Linked DNA regions of Capra hircus: all the other regions are linked to region 1. The links are chromatin contacts, called in public Hi-C maps. All regions are on one chromosome and are shown on one strand. Each heading gives the region's core, a stretch centred on a gene start, on an enhancer-like site or on the middle of the called end of the contact. The rest is flanking DNA. Distances are from core to core; before and after follow the strand shown.

Region 1 (3,983 bases), core at 467-2,966:
CCTGGAGCCTGTGCTCCAGCAAGGAACAGAAAACCACTGAGGAGGGTGGAGGGCAGAAAAGAGTGCAAGCAGTGGCTTTGGGGTTTACAGAGGGATCTTGCCATTGGAGATCCCAGCCTGCCTAGCTCTGGGTTGCTGGTCTGATGCCCTTAAGTTGTTCTCTTTCTTGGCACCACATCACACACACACACACACAAACACAGACCCAGTGAGCTTGATCCCATCACCACCCCATAACCCAGCTCAAAGGCTCTGATAATCTCCACCCCGCTTGGATCATTTTGTCATCAACTTCCCTCTAAGCCTTATGGGTGGCCTTTAATCTTTCCTAGATTTTATTGCTTCATTATGCCCTGTAATATTTTCAGCCTCAAATATTATAAGCTCCTTCACGGCAGGGACAGGGTTTATTTATTTACTTGTTTAATATCATCTGTCTTGAAAAGAAAGACTAACATTGGGCTCTTGGATTTTGAAGGCCACAAGGACCTAGGTGCAACACTTAGCTGTATGGCCTTGGGCAAGCCTCTTCACCTTTCTGAGCCTGCTTCATCTGTAAAAGGTGAGAGAGGCAAAGATTACAGAGAACATAGTGCTGGCTGCAAAGCGAGCAGACAGCAGCCTGCTTTGCAGGAGCTTTTCTTGAATTGGGGGATGCGGTACCTTAACTACTGTCCTCCAACCCCCAACTAAGACATTTCTAAGCGAGTAGAAGGGACAGTTAACACCAGTTCCACGGAGGTAACCCAGGATGCATAGCCACTCTACCCTGACTCAAAATAATCAGCGAGGGCAGGGTTTGGATCCAGCGCCGCCAGAACGCAGTGCCTAAGCCTGATGCCAAGCACGGTTCAAGCTCAAAGAACGTCTGTCGAATGAACCGCACCTGTCCGGCCCTCAGCTTTTTGGACCCCCAGCGAGCGAAAAGCAAAGATTGAAAAGGCCGCCCACGCCGCCTCCCCACCCCAACGCACCCCCCACCCCCGGGTCCCAGTGTCTCTAGCAACCTTGTTTCGCTAAGGTCTCTCCTTCCCCAGCCTGCGTCTCCGCCCCTGGTTGCCTTGGAAACAGTGACGTGTACGCGAAGGGCGTGACCTCTCTCCATCCTCTCCCGGAGAGCCGGGGGCCCCCTTCTCATCCCAACGAGGGAGAGGATGAGGTTGGGGTCCCCGACCTTGCTGACCCTACGTCTGGTCTGGCGCGGACGCTAACTCCGCCCAGCTGGCTGCCCTCCTCGGTCGCGGGACTCGCCGGATTTGCGGGCACCCCCACCCCCAGCCCACCTGGCACCAGTGGTGAGCTGGTCTGGGGGGTCCGGAGAAGGCTGGCTTCAGGCCCTAGGATCTCTCTTCATCCCTTCCCCTCCCACCCGCGACGGGCCAGTGGATCCGGAGAACCGAGCCCCACCGCTGGGCCGGGGCCCTTCTTCCCATGCCGCCCTGGATGGAGCTCCCTGTCCTGGGAGTGGGCGGGAAGGGTGGGACCCCCTCCCCAGCAAGGGCGCGCTGGGCGCTGCGAAGCGCGGAAGGGAAAGAGTTAAACAAGGTGCCGGCGGCGGGAGTGGGGGATGGGAGCGGAGGGAAAGTGAGAGCGGGGGCGGGGGTGGGGGGGCCCGAGCGAAAGAACATCCTGTGCCCGCCGCCGGATGCGCGCGGGGCGGGGGAGGAGCGGGGAGCAATCGGAGGAGGGGGGGCAAGACGGGGGAGGCCAGGGGCGGGAGGAGCCTCGGCCTCCGCCCCACGCCCGGTCCTCCTTCTGCGGGGGGCACCGCCCCCTTCGCTTCCCCGGGTTTTCGCCGCCTTTTTCCCGCGTCCCCACGCCTTCGCTGGCGTCATGAGCTACTCAAGAGGCCCGCCAGCCTGGTTCCCGGCCCGGGGTCTGCGCGAGCTTGGACGGCACGATCTCGGAGCACGTGGGGTGCACGTCAGGGCGCGGGCTGTCCCCAGACGTGCACCCCTCTGCTCTCTGCGGGGGCAGCTCGCACGTGCAGAGCTTCCCCAGTTCACCTGGAGTCACGGCGTACAGCGTCGCATTCAGTTCTGACGGAGCACTTCCGTGTAGTAGGCGGGTATTGATAGACCCGTTTTCCGGAGGAGGAAACTGAGACTCAAGATTATGGAACTTGCCCAAACCGAAGCTCGAAGGACTCCAATGCGCTTTTCATTAGAGTAAGCTGATTTCCCCTTGGCGTCTCCTGGGCATGCAGGTGCGGAACCCCTCCTGGGTCACACTTCTTAATGGCCTACTTGCACAGCAGGTCCCCGATAGCATGTCAGTCTCCTCTAATTAACTAGGCTGAAACACCCATGCTTAGAGTCCTGATCGAGTAAGCAGGTAGTCTTGGGGTTTTACACGTGGAAGGATGGTTTTTAGGAACTGAGTAGCCCAGGGCAATGGGCTGGGTGCCCCTAGCTCTCCAGGTTTAGGTATTTGGTGGGGTTGAAGGGTTCAAGGAGGACTCCAAAACTGGCAAAGAAAGTAAATGGGCTACAGGAGTTGAGATTGATTAGCCTGAAGACGACCAGGGTGGGAGGGATAGAGGATAAGGGAAGAGATTGAATAATGTACCTTTTAGGCCTCATAGAGGCCAACCGTCTGAGTGCTCACTTCCTTTCCACCCCTGACATTTTTGTCCAAGGGGAAGCCTGCTTATAATTGAAATGGTCATAGTCACATTTGGTGAGCTCTGTGTGCTGAGCACTGTTCTGATAAACCCAAGAAGTAGGTATTACTATTTTACCCATTTTATAGGTGTGGAAAATGAGGCACAAAAAGATTACAAAGCTAACTCAGTGACTGAGTAGAAAGTCTGGGTTGAACCCACACTCACTAAATAAATTGCACCTAGTGAAAGAAAGTGAAGTCACTCAGTCGTGTCCGACTCTTTGTGACCCCATGGACTGCAGCCCGCCAGACTCCTCCGTCCATGGGATTTTCCAGGCAAGAGTACTGGAGTGGGTTGCCATTGCCTTCTCCAGAGGATCTTTCCGACCCAGGGATTGAACCTGGATCTCCCGCATTGTAGGCAGACGCTTTTACCGTCTGAGTCACCAGGGAAGTTACTGGAACATGTTGGGAAATCAACCCTGAATATTAATTGGAAGGACTGATGCTGAAGCTCCAATAACTTCGGTCACCTGATTCGAAGAAAAGACCCTGATGCTGGGAAAGATAGAAGGCAGGAGGAGAAGGGGACGACAGAGGATGAGATGGTTGGATGGTATCACTGACTTAATAGACATGAGTTTGAGCAAGCTTCCAGAGATGGTAAAGGACAGGGGTGTGCAGTCCATGGGGTTGCAAAGAGTCAGACATGACTGAGCGACTGAAGAACAACATGATGGGAACATCAGCAGCTTTCAAGGTGGAAAGCTGGTGCAGATGGCAGAGAGGTGTGCTAGGGTGGCCTGTGCCCTTTTGCCTTGGTGAGGGCAGGTAAGAAACTTGGGGTTGGCTGTGTGTGTATATGGCATCTCAGACTTCTCTCTAGCCAATATTCCAAAGTTGGGGGTTTGACGGGAAAAGAACCAAAACCCAAATTCTCACCGAGAGTTGCAGCCCTCTTTTATGCTCCCCAAGAACATTCACTGTCCTGGGTTATCACCATAATCTCACAAAAGCAAATATATTTTAATTCTTCTCAAAAGAAGACAGACATCATCTGAATCAAAAGCAGTTACTCCCAAGAAAGAACAGTCCTTGACTTTCCACCAACAAATACCTATTTTTTTCCTTCTATTTCGTGCTGTGGATTAGCAAAAATGTATAGTGGGGCGGCTGCCTCTGCTTCTGATCCCTCTGAGTCATTTGAGGGCAGAACCAAAAAAAAAAAAAAGGCTTAGATATAGCAGGAACGAATTAGCTTAGAGCCAAGAAAGAACTCTGCATCTTTGGAGAACTTTAAAGAGCAGGTGAGCACTGCATTTGTTTAGGATGTGAGGGTCTTGGGGTCAGCTATCCATAGACTGAGGAGGCCAGTAGCC
Region 2 (4,054 bases), core at 718-3,217, 150 kb before region 1:
TTACTTTCCCCTTTTCTCCTGATGATCAGCCCTAGACAGAGGATACTAGATTCTGTTAAGTGCTAGTCCCAAACCCAGCAGATCTTCGTTAGCTAAACCAAGGGTTGACAAACTTTTCCTATAAGGGGCAGATAATACTTTAGGCTTTGCAGACCCAACAGTCTCTGCTGCAACTCTGTCCTGGCTACTAAAGCAGTGACAGATGATATATAAACAAAGGGGGTGTGGCTGAGTCCCAGGAGAGCCCTGACTACAGAAACAGGCTGTGGTCTGCTAACCACTGATTTACAGACCCAGGGAATATACACAATGAACAGCTGTCCAGCATACCTAACTATAAAACAAAAATCACACAGGTGTTAGTCACCTGACTACATGAGAAAGACTTTTCTCTTAATCATATTTTCACTCAGTAACAACTGTGAATAAAAATTGTATAATTAATTCACATGAATGATATATATGCTCTATTACTGTAGAAAGGAAGCCCTGATGTCAGTTTCCAGTGATAAGGATGGGGTAGACACAGTTCCAAGTGGAGGGCCTGGATCTGAAGGCAGTCTTCCTCAGCTTACAAGGGGGTCACCCCCCAGTATGCCCAGGGAAACTGAAGTGCATTTCATATGCCTCACCTACCTTCAGTGTGATCTAGCCTACAGTTGGGCAAAATCATCTAACACAAAGCCTATTTTATAATAGAGTTCTGAATATCTCATGTAATTTATTGAATACTGTCCTGAAAGTGAAAACCAGAAAGGTGTGTGAGTCCAGAACCGCTGTGTCGGTTGTTCAGCCCCATGATCCCATGGCTGGGAGCCATGCTCACTGATGATGACATCACCAGTTTGGGAAGAGGCAATCCAAATTCAAAGTATGATTTCTACCGAATGCATGTTGCTTTCACACAGGTGTAAGTTAGGGGCTGGCTGTCCTTGTAGTCTGCCATAGCCTTAGGCCCCACTACTCAAGATTAAAGTCCTTACCAGTTTCAGGGGCTGGCATTTTCTGTCATTGTCTTTTCTCTTGGTGGATTATGAGCTTTTGGGGACAGGAAGCATGCCCTATCCCTTTTGGAATATTCAGGGTTTAACACGAGGTGGCTCTTGATGATGGTTTGTTAAGTAAATATTAAGGTCAAAGGAATATAACTATGGAATCAAGTTTTTCAATCACTGGGAGCAAAATGGTGAAAGTGAAAGGTGTCCTTTTGCTCTCATCCTCCTCTTAACTACCTTTCTGTCTAATATAGTGTCATAGAGGAAGGAAAGAGCCAGGGAGGACAAAGACCAGATCCGATCACTTCAGTAGGTTCTGACTGTCAGAATGGTAGAGAGGCTACAGTTTCTGAAAGAAAATAAAAAACCCCAAAGTATCAGACTTTATGTAAATGTTCTTTACACTTGAGTATTTTACTTTCTTGATAGTCCTTTCATATATAGTATATATAATTTCTATATCTCAACTTTAAATGAGCAAAGATCTTTGTGTTATTTCTGCTTCTGATGGACTAAAACTGGAGTTCTCAACTAGGGTGGCTCTGTCCCCAGGTGACCATCTGGTAATGTTTCGAGATCTTCTTTAGTTCTCACAACTGGGAATGTGTGTGCACTACTGGCAGCTAGTGGGTAGGCCCAGGGCTACTGCTAAACGCACAGAACCTCCCACTAAACAATTAACTTTACAGCCTCAAATGTCAACTGTGCCAAGGTTGAGAAGTCTTCTCTTTCCTTCACTATTCTAGAGCAAAAGAGGGTTTTTCTTAACCTAAAATCCGAGAGTCATGGACAACTTGTTTCTGAATCAGAGCACTGGCTTCCTGGGTCAGTAATGGTGGTCAAAACACAGCAAAACCTAGTGTGTCTGCAAAGGGTCCTGTGGCTGAAAGATGACCCTTCACTCAGTTGCTTTAAGAATGCTTTATCCCCAAGGAGCACAAGGGGGCGCAAGAACCTCTTGGTAAGAAGTGTCCTCAGCCTTCTTCCCACTGCCTCCAAGTCAGAGGAGAGAGACACTGACCAGCTGTGACAGTTAACACTCCTGTCTCAGTGCTGTCAGCTATGCGGGCGCAACGCCATGTTATATGTGCTTCATGATTATTTTCAGAGCCAAATGAAGACAGTCCTCTCCTACCTTTCTTTAGTGTTCAGAGGTTCATATGAGGAGTTCACACTCTAAACACCAAAATCACTTCCATTTAAAAGCTTTTTACAGCTCTACTCTACTAAGAGCAGAGGCTTCCCCACTTAGGTGTAAACCCAGCCGACAGGTCACTGAGAATAGGGCTCGATGTGTGCGTGGCATGACCGTGCCCCATCTCTGCCCTGGCCGCCACAACAGGACCCCGTGCTTGTGCATAAGTCGCACAACCTGAAAGGTCGAGGCCCAGGAAGGCTGCTCGGCAGACTGGAACTTGCCCTGACATCTGAAAAGGGAATGTGTATAGGAACCCACCTACCATTTCTAAAGTCATACAGCTAAAACTAGGATCGCCGCTGGGATCTTTTACCTATAAATGTGAAGGTGCCTCCAGGGAAGTTTTTAATGCAAAACATTCAAAGACATTCTGGGAGAAAAAGTCTTAGGTCAGTGGTTCTGAACCTTTTCATTAATTTTCCCCCAAAAGAATAATGTTTTGAAAGATTTTGTCTATCAAACTGCACGTTAAAAATAATATGTGTGATCCAGGTTTTATCCAAACATCAGTAATTTTAAGAGTGTTCATAACATTATGAAATACACAAGTCACTATTGTGGTTATGATGCTAAGACGCAACAAAGTTAAATAATTGTATAGCTACTTTAGCACTGATTTCTGCTGCTGATTACAAATTCTGGCCATCTCTCTGTATATATTCAAGACACAGCTATATGATACGTGGCTTTGCAACACTGAGTCATCAGCAACCAATTAGAGTTTCTGAACAGCTGTTTTATTACACTGAGTTGATATTGTCATTTAATCACTAAGTCGTATCTAACTCTTTGCGACCGGGCTCCTCTGTCCATGGGGACTTCCCAGGCAAGAATACTGGGGTGGGTTGCCATTTCCTTCTCCAGAAAATCTTCCCAACTGAGGGATAGAATCCATGTCTCCTGCATTGCAGACAAATTCTTCCCCTCTGAGCCACCAGGGAATCCAGTATATATGAGTCATAAATAAATATATATTATCTATACCCACAGTAAGAAATGCTTTAAGTTATGATTTGTAAATCATACAAATCAACTCATTTAAGCAGGTAAAGTGACAGATGTTGTTATATTCATGGTGTCACCATTAAAGTGAATAATGAGAGTTACTAGCCTTTCTGGCAACCCTATGTTGATTCCTAACAATTTAACTTGATTATTTAAAAATCTAGTAACATGCTCTTTGCACTTTTTATATTGGGTTCAGTTCCTTTCGAAATCTGTGCATGAACTTTTCTCTCATCATGTACCTAAGTGACTTCCCCAAAACGGTGGAAAGGGAAAATGATATGAAACTTATCCCTTTGAATGCTACTATTTGCTAACAATTATTCTATTCATTCTTTGTTTTGTTGCACAAACACTTGGTGACGGCCCACTATGTACCAAGCACAGTGCTTTAGGCCTTAACTGATACATGGTGAGTGGGCAAGCCAGACCTGGTCTGATGCTATGGATGGTTACAGTCTAGATTAGAATGTGTAAAAGAGGCATTTGTATTCTGTGTCACATTAATTCATTCTGCCTTATAATTTCTTATGCTGAAAATGACAGACTTGTAAAAGTTCAGGCTTATTCTTATCCTGAAGGGTACTGACAGAATCCAGGATAGGGGATATCAGCACAATTCACTGATACTTGAGTAAATTCTTTGAGATGGAAAGTATCGTACAAAGAGTCAACGTACCTTGAAGTACACAGTCCCCTTCTCTTTGACAATGGCAGCCTGCTCCAGTTTTTCTTTGGTATCCATCTCCCAGGATTCTTTGGCCTGTTGTATAAATGCGTGACAATGGTTAGATGAACCAAGAAGGAAAAAGCATCAGCTGATGTCCATAAGAAAAAACTTACAGCTACTTCCACA
Region 3 (4,125 bases), core at 1,124-3,623, 230 kb before region 1:
AGTGTACAACCCAGATCCATTCACTGAGTTTCGAGCAGGGTCCAGGGAGAGGCGGGCTCTGTAGCGGGCTCAGGCTCTAGTGCAAACGGCTCCATCACTTGGGCCTTTTATGATCCAACCGAGGAAGCCCTGATGGGGAATCACAGCACACACATGTAAGTTTGCTGAGCAACTCCATTCTGTGTTGTGCAGAGAACTACTTTCCTTTTGATTTAGCTGCACGCTTGCTGGGACCTGGTGGAGACCAAGTGTCTGGGGATGAGACATCAAGTGGCTGTTTGTTCTGAGGTGCCTGTTAGGTACCGGGAGTCATCTGACCCATCAAGTCACAAGAGAGACAACATCTTGAAATATGGGGTTCGTCTTATAGGATGGCCTTTTGAAGAGGCACCCAGAATATACAGACCTGGAAATCAAACGGTGAAAATGTACATGGTTCCTTTCATAAGCACGTCTGTCTCTAGGTGGCTCCTGTTCTGCCATTCTGAGCTCTGCTGGTTTAAAGGTCATGATTTCCAGCAGAGAAATTTCTTCCGCCATGGGATATGACGTGGATATCATTGATCTGGAAGCTGAGACTGCTTCCTGGTCAGCTGGGGTTCCTCATGTCACTGAGCCAACAGGTAAACGAAGGGGTTACTCGACTTGCTGGAATGACTGAACCTGGTGACTAAGGGAAAAGGGGGCTGCTACTACACAGTGACGTCAGACATCTAGAATCAGGGATGTTTTCCGGGGTGCCTCTTAGTGCTTCACATTTCCAAGTGAAAGTGAATGGAAAACAATAGCAACCAACAAAAGACACTGAGAACTCATACCCTTCGTATTAAATAAAGGGCTACCCCACCACATAAATAATTCAACCAGCTAAGGTGCTAGCTGAAGGAAGAAGGAACACAGGATGGGGAATGGAAGAAAGAAACTATTGACATCAAGTACAGTCTTGTAGTGAATTACCAAAATGAGAATAGGCTAGCTAGGTACACTTTCTTACTTATTCTATACACACATACACACTCACACACACACACACACACACAGCTAGTTTCCTAGTGCTGCCGTAACAAAGGCACAGGGTAAGTATCTTAAAAACAACAGAAATTTATTTTCTGACAGTTCAGGAGGTGGAGTCTGAAATCAAGGTGTGGTCAGGATCATGCTCTCTTCACTGGCGCAAGGGAATACTTTTTTTGTTGCCTCTTTTTCAGTTTCTGGTGGTTTCTTGGCTTGTAGACACATCACCCTAATCTCTGCCTCTGAGAACATGCTGTTCTTTCTGGGTCCGTATCTTCACATGTCATTTGCCACTTCCTGTAGGAACACTAGTCAGATTAGATTAGGGTCCACCCTAATGACCTCATCTAGACTTTTCCCTTTCATGCCTTGGAGAAGGAAATGCAACCCACTCCAGTGTTCTTGCCTGGAGAATCCCAGGGACTGCGGAGCCTGGTGGGCTGCCGTCTATGGGGTTGCACAGAGTTGGACACGACTGAAGCGACTTCGCAGCAGCAGCAGACTTTATTACATCTGCAAAGATCCTGTCTCTAAGTGAGGTCACATTCTGAGGTACTGAGGGTCAGGACATTAGCCCATCCTTTCGGGAGACCCAACTCTCCCTATAAGACACACACACACATGCACGTGTGTGAAGTCGCTCAGTTGTGTCCGACTCTTTGCGACCCTATGGACCATAGCCCGCCAGGCTCCTCTGTCCATGGGATTCTCTAGGCAAGAATACCGGAGTGGATTGCCATGCCCTCCTCCAGGGGATCTTCCTGATCCAGGGATGGAACCCACTTCTCTTTCATCTCCTGCGTTGGAGGCAGGTTCTTTACCACTAGTGCCACCTGGGAAGCTACTGCCCCCACACCCCGCCCCCATACAAACACATATACATATAAAAGAAATATATATATATATAATATAGCTTTATATTATCAGCATCAATGTAGTTATTAACATCGTTTAGCGATGGCTGTACAGACTTAGTGTGTCCCCTTTTGGGGAAAGGCTGAGAATATCTTCATTTATTTGAAGGATAGTTGGATCTAGCTTGTTAGGCAGAAGCATCAATTTGTTTTGTGGGAATATGGAAGTTCAAATGTAGGTGGCAGGGTGGAACTGGATGCTGAGGAGCCAAGGGGTGGCTTGGATGGATTGCTACTGTCTTTTCGCTCCTAATCGACCCTTTTGTGCTCTGCTCTGAAGTGCTGGAGCTGGAACTCGGCGGCGTTTCTCCTGCTAGATAGCGTCCTGCGGGCTTCTGCCAGCAGGGGGCGCTAGAGGGAAGACCAGGCGGCCAGAGCTGAGACGTGCCGGGTGCTTGCTGGGCTTGCGCAGTATTTCACCAGCAATGCGCGCATGTCACACCGGGCAGCAAAGGTTGGCTTCCGCCTCCAGCTTGATTTGGCGGTCCAGGCTTCAGCCTCCCCGAAGTCTCCCGATACACTCACATGATGCCACAGCATCTCTCCTTGGGGGTGGAGCGCAGTACCAGCCCTTCCTCGGAGCAGTTGGGATGGTAGCAGCCGCTGGATCCCACCTCTTTTCCGAGGTCCAGAACTCACCTCCAAGCTGCTGCTGCTGCTAAGTCACTTCAGTCCTGTCCGACTCTGTGCAACCCCATAGACGGCAGCCCACCAGGCTCCGCCGTCCCTGGAGGCCTCACCTTTAGCGTCTTTTCATCATTCCCCCAGCGCTTCAGGTGGGAGTTGCTTCTTGGGGTAGCGTATATCTTGGTTCGACCTCAGTGTCCTCCTTTTGTTTTTTGAGTCCTCCAGCCCCTGTTTAATCACTGTCCTATCTCACATTCTGTTAAAATAACCAGTATGAAACCTGTTTTCTTTTATTTGTTTATTTGGCGGTTTTAGTCCTTTGTTGCAGCGGGCAGGCTTTAGTTCCCTGACCAGGGACTGAACCCAGGGCCTCTGCATTGGGAGCATGGAGTCTTAGCCATTGGGTCACCAAGGAAATCTCTGGAACCTCTTGTCTTGACTGGACCCTGACTGATACAGATGATTTCCAGACAAGGGGGAACATGCCAACTTTATTAAAATCAGAAGTCAAAGACCCTGTTTTATAAATTTTTGCATACCCATAAGACTGAATGCTGGCTGGATGGCATCACCGACTCAATGGACATGGGTTTGGGTGGACTCCAGGAGCTGGTGATGGACAGGGAGGCCTGGCATGCTGCGGTTCATGGGGTCGCAAAGACTCAGACACGACTGAGCGACTGAACTGAAGACTGAATGCTGACTTACATAAATTTTCAGTAAAGGGTTGAGTCATGTGTATTGAATGAATCAATGTGCCCATGAAAGATATCCATATCCTAATCCATGGAGCCTGGGGGTGGGGGTGGGAGGATCTTTACAGATGTGATTAAGAGTGTTGAGATGAGGTAACTATCCTACGTTATCCAAGTGGTCCCTGAAAGCACACACATGTAATATTCTTACAAGAGGGATGCTGAGGAAGTTTGATAGAGAAAACGGTTATGTGAAGATGGAGCTAAGGGAGATTTTAAGATGCTGGCCTGAAAGATGAGGGTGATGTGGCTATAAGCCCAAGGGCTGCTGGCAGCCAGCCACTGGGTGCAGCATGGAGCAGGTTCTCCTCTAGGGCCTCTAGACGTGGGAAGGAGTAAGTTTCTGTTGTTTTAAGCCATCAAGTTTGTGATAATTTTTTACAGCAGCCACAGGTATGTAATACATGAATACTGGATTGGGTTAACTTGACATGGGAGGGACCTCCCTGGTGGTCCAGTGACTAAGACTATGAGCTCCCAATCCCAGGGGCCCAGGTTCAATCCCTGGTCAGGGAACTAGATCCCACATGCTGCAACGGAAAGATCCTGCATGCTGCAATGGAGATGGAAGATTTCATATGCTGCGACTAAGACCTGGTGCAGCCAGATAAAAAAGTATTAAAAAATTGACTTGGGAGATGGCTTTCCTAAGGAAATTAGTTCTTCTGGTGTCATATCCACATGGCTTAACCAGCCGGGTCAGTGTCCTGTCTGCTTTGGGTCCACTGTGGGGGAGGGTCCCTTATTTTCAACCCTCTGATTTATTTCACCTACCCACTACCTAAAAGGATTTAAGGTAGATTATAGTAAAAGAC

Evidence for each region. A called contact is a pair of places that touch in the nucleus more often than the background predicts.
Region 2: a Hi-C map of blood shows a contact between it and region 1, with 5 times the contacts expected there. The contact joins the enhancer-like site here to the promoter of ARMC12 in region 1. A contact is called at or near these places in 3 of 5 Hi-C or Micro-C datasets (blood and liver).
Region 3: a contact with region 1 is called in a Hi-C map of blood, with 2.7 times the contacts expected there. The contact joins the enhancer-like site here to the promoter of ARMC12 in region 1.

Annotation. Positions count from the first base shown.
Region 1 is chr23:38,985,843-38,989,825 of ARS1.2, reverse strand. ARMC12 (armadillo repeat-containing protein 12) reads left to right here and starts at 1,716. Exons shown (of 9, transcript XM_013973881.2): 1 at 1,716-2,206.
Region 2 is chr23:39,132,319-39,136,372 of ARS1.2, reverse strand. FKBP5 (peptidyl-prolyl cis-trans isomerase FKBP5) reads right to left here. Exons shown (of 13, transcript XM_018038959.1): 10 at 3,878-3,961. Among named protein-coding and RNA genes, the nearest start is that of TULP1, 110 kb to the left of the region's middle. Within about 2 kb of position 1,967, at least 3 of the 5 cell types and tissues checked have an H3K27ac peak or open chromatin away from gene starts, as enhancers often do.
Region 3 is chr23:39,217,764-39,221,888 of ARS1.2, reverse strand. No RefSeq gene overlaps it. Among named protein-coding and RNA genes, the nearest start is that of TULP1, 25 kb to the left of the region's middle. Within about 2 kb of position 2,373, at least 1 of the 5 cell types and tissues checked has an H3K27ac peak or open chromatin away from gene starts, as enhancers often do.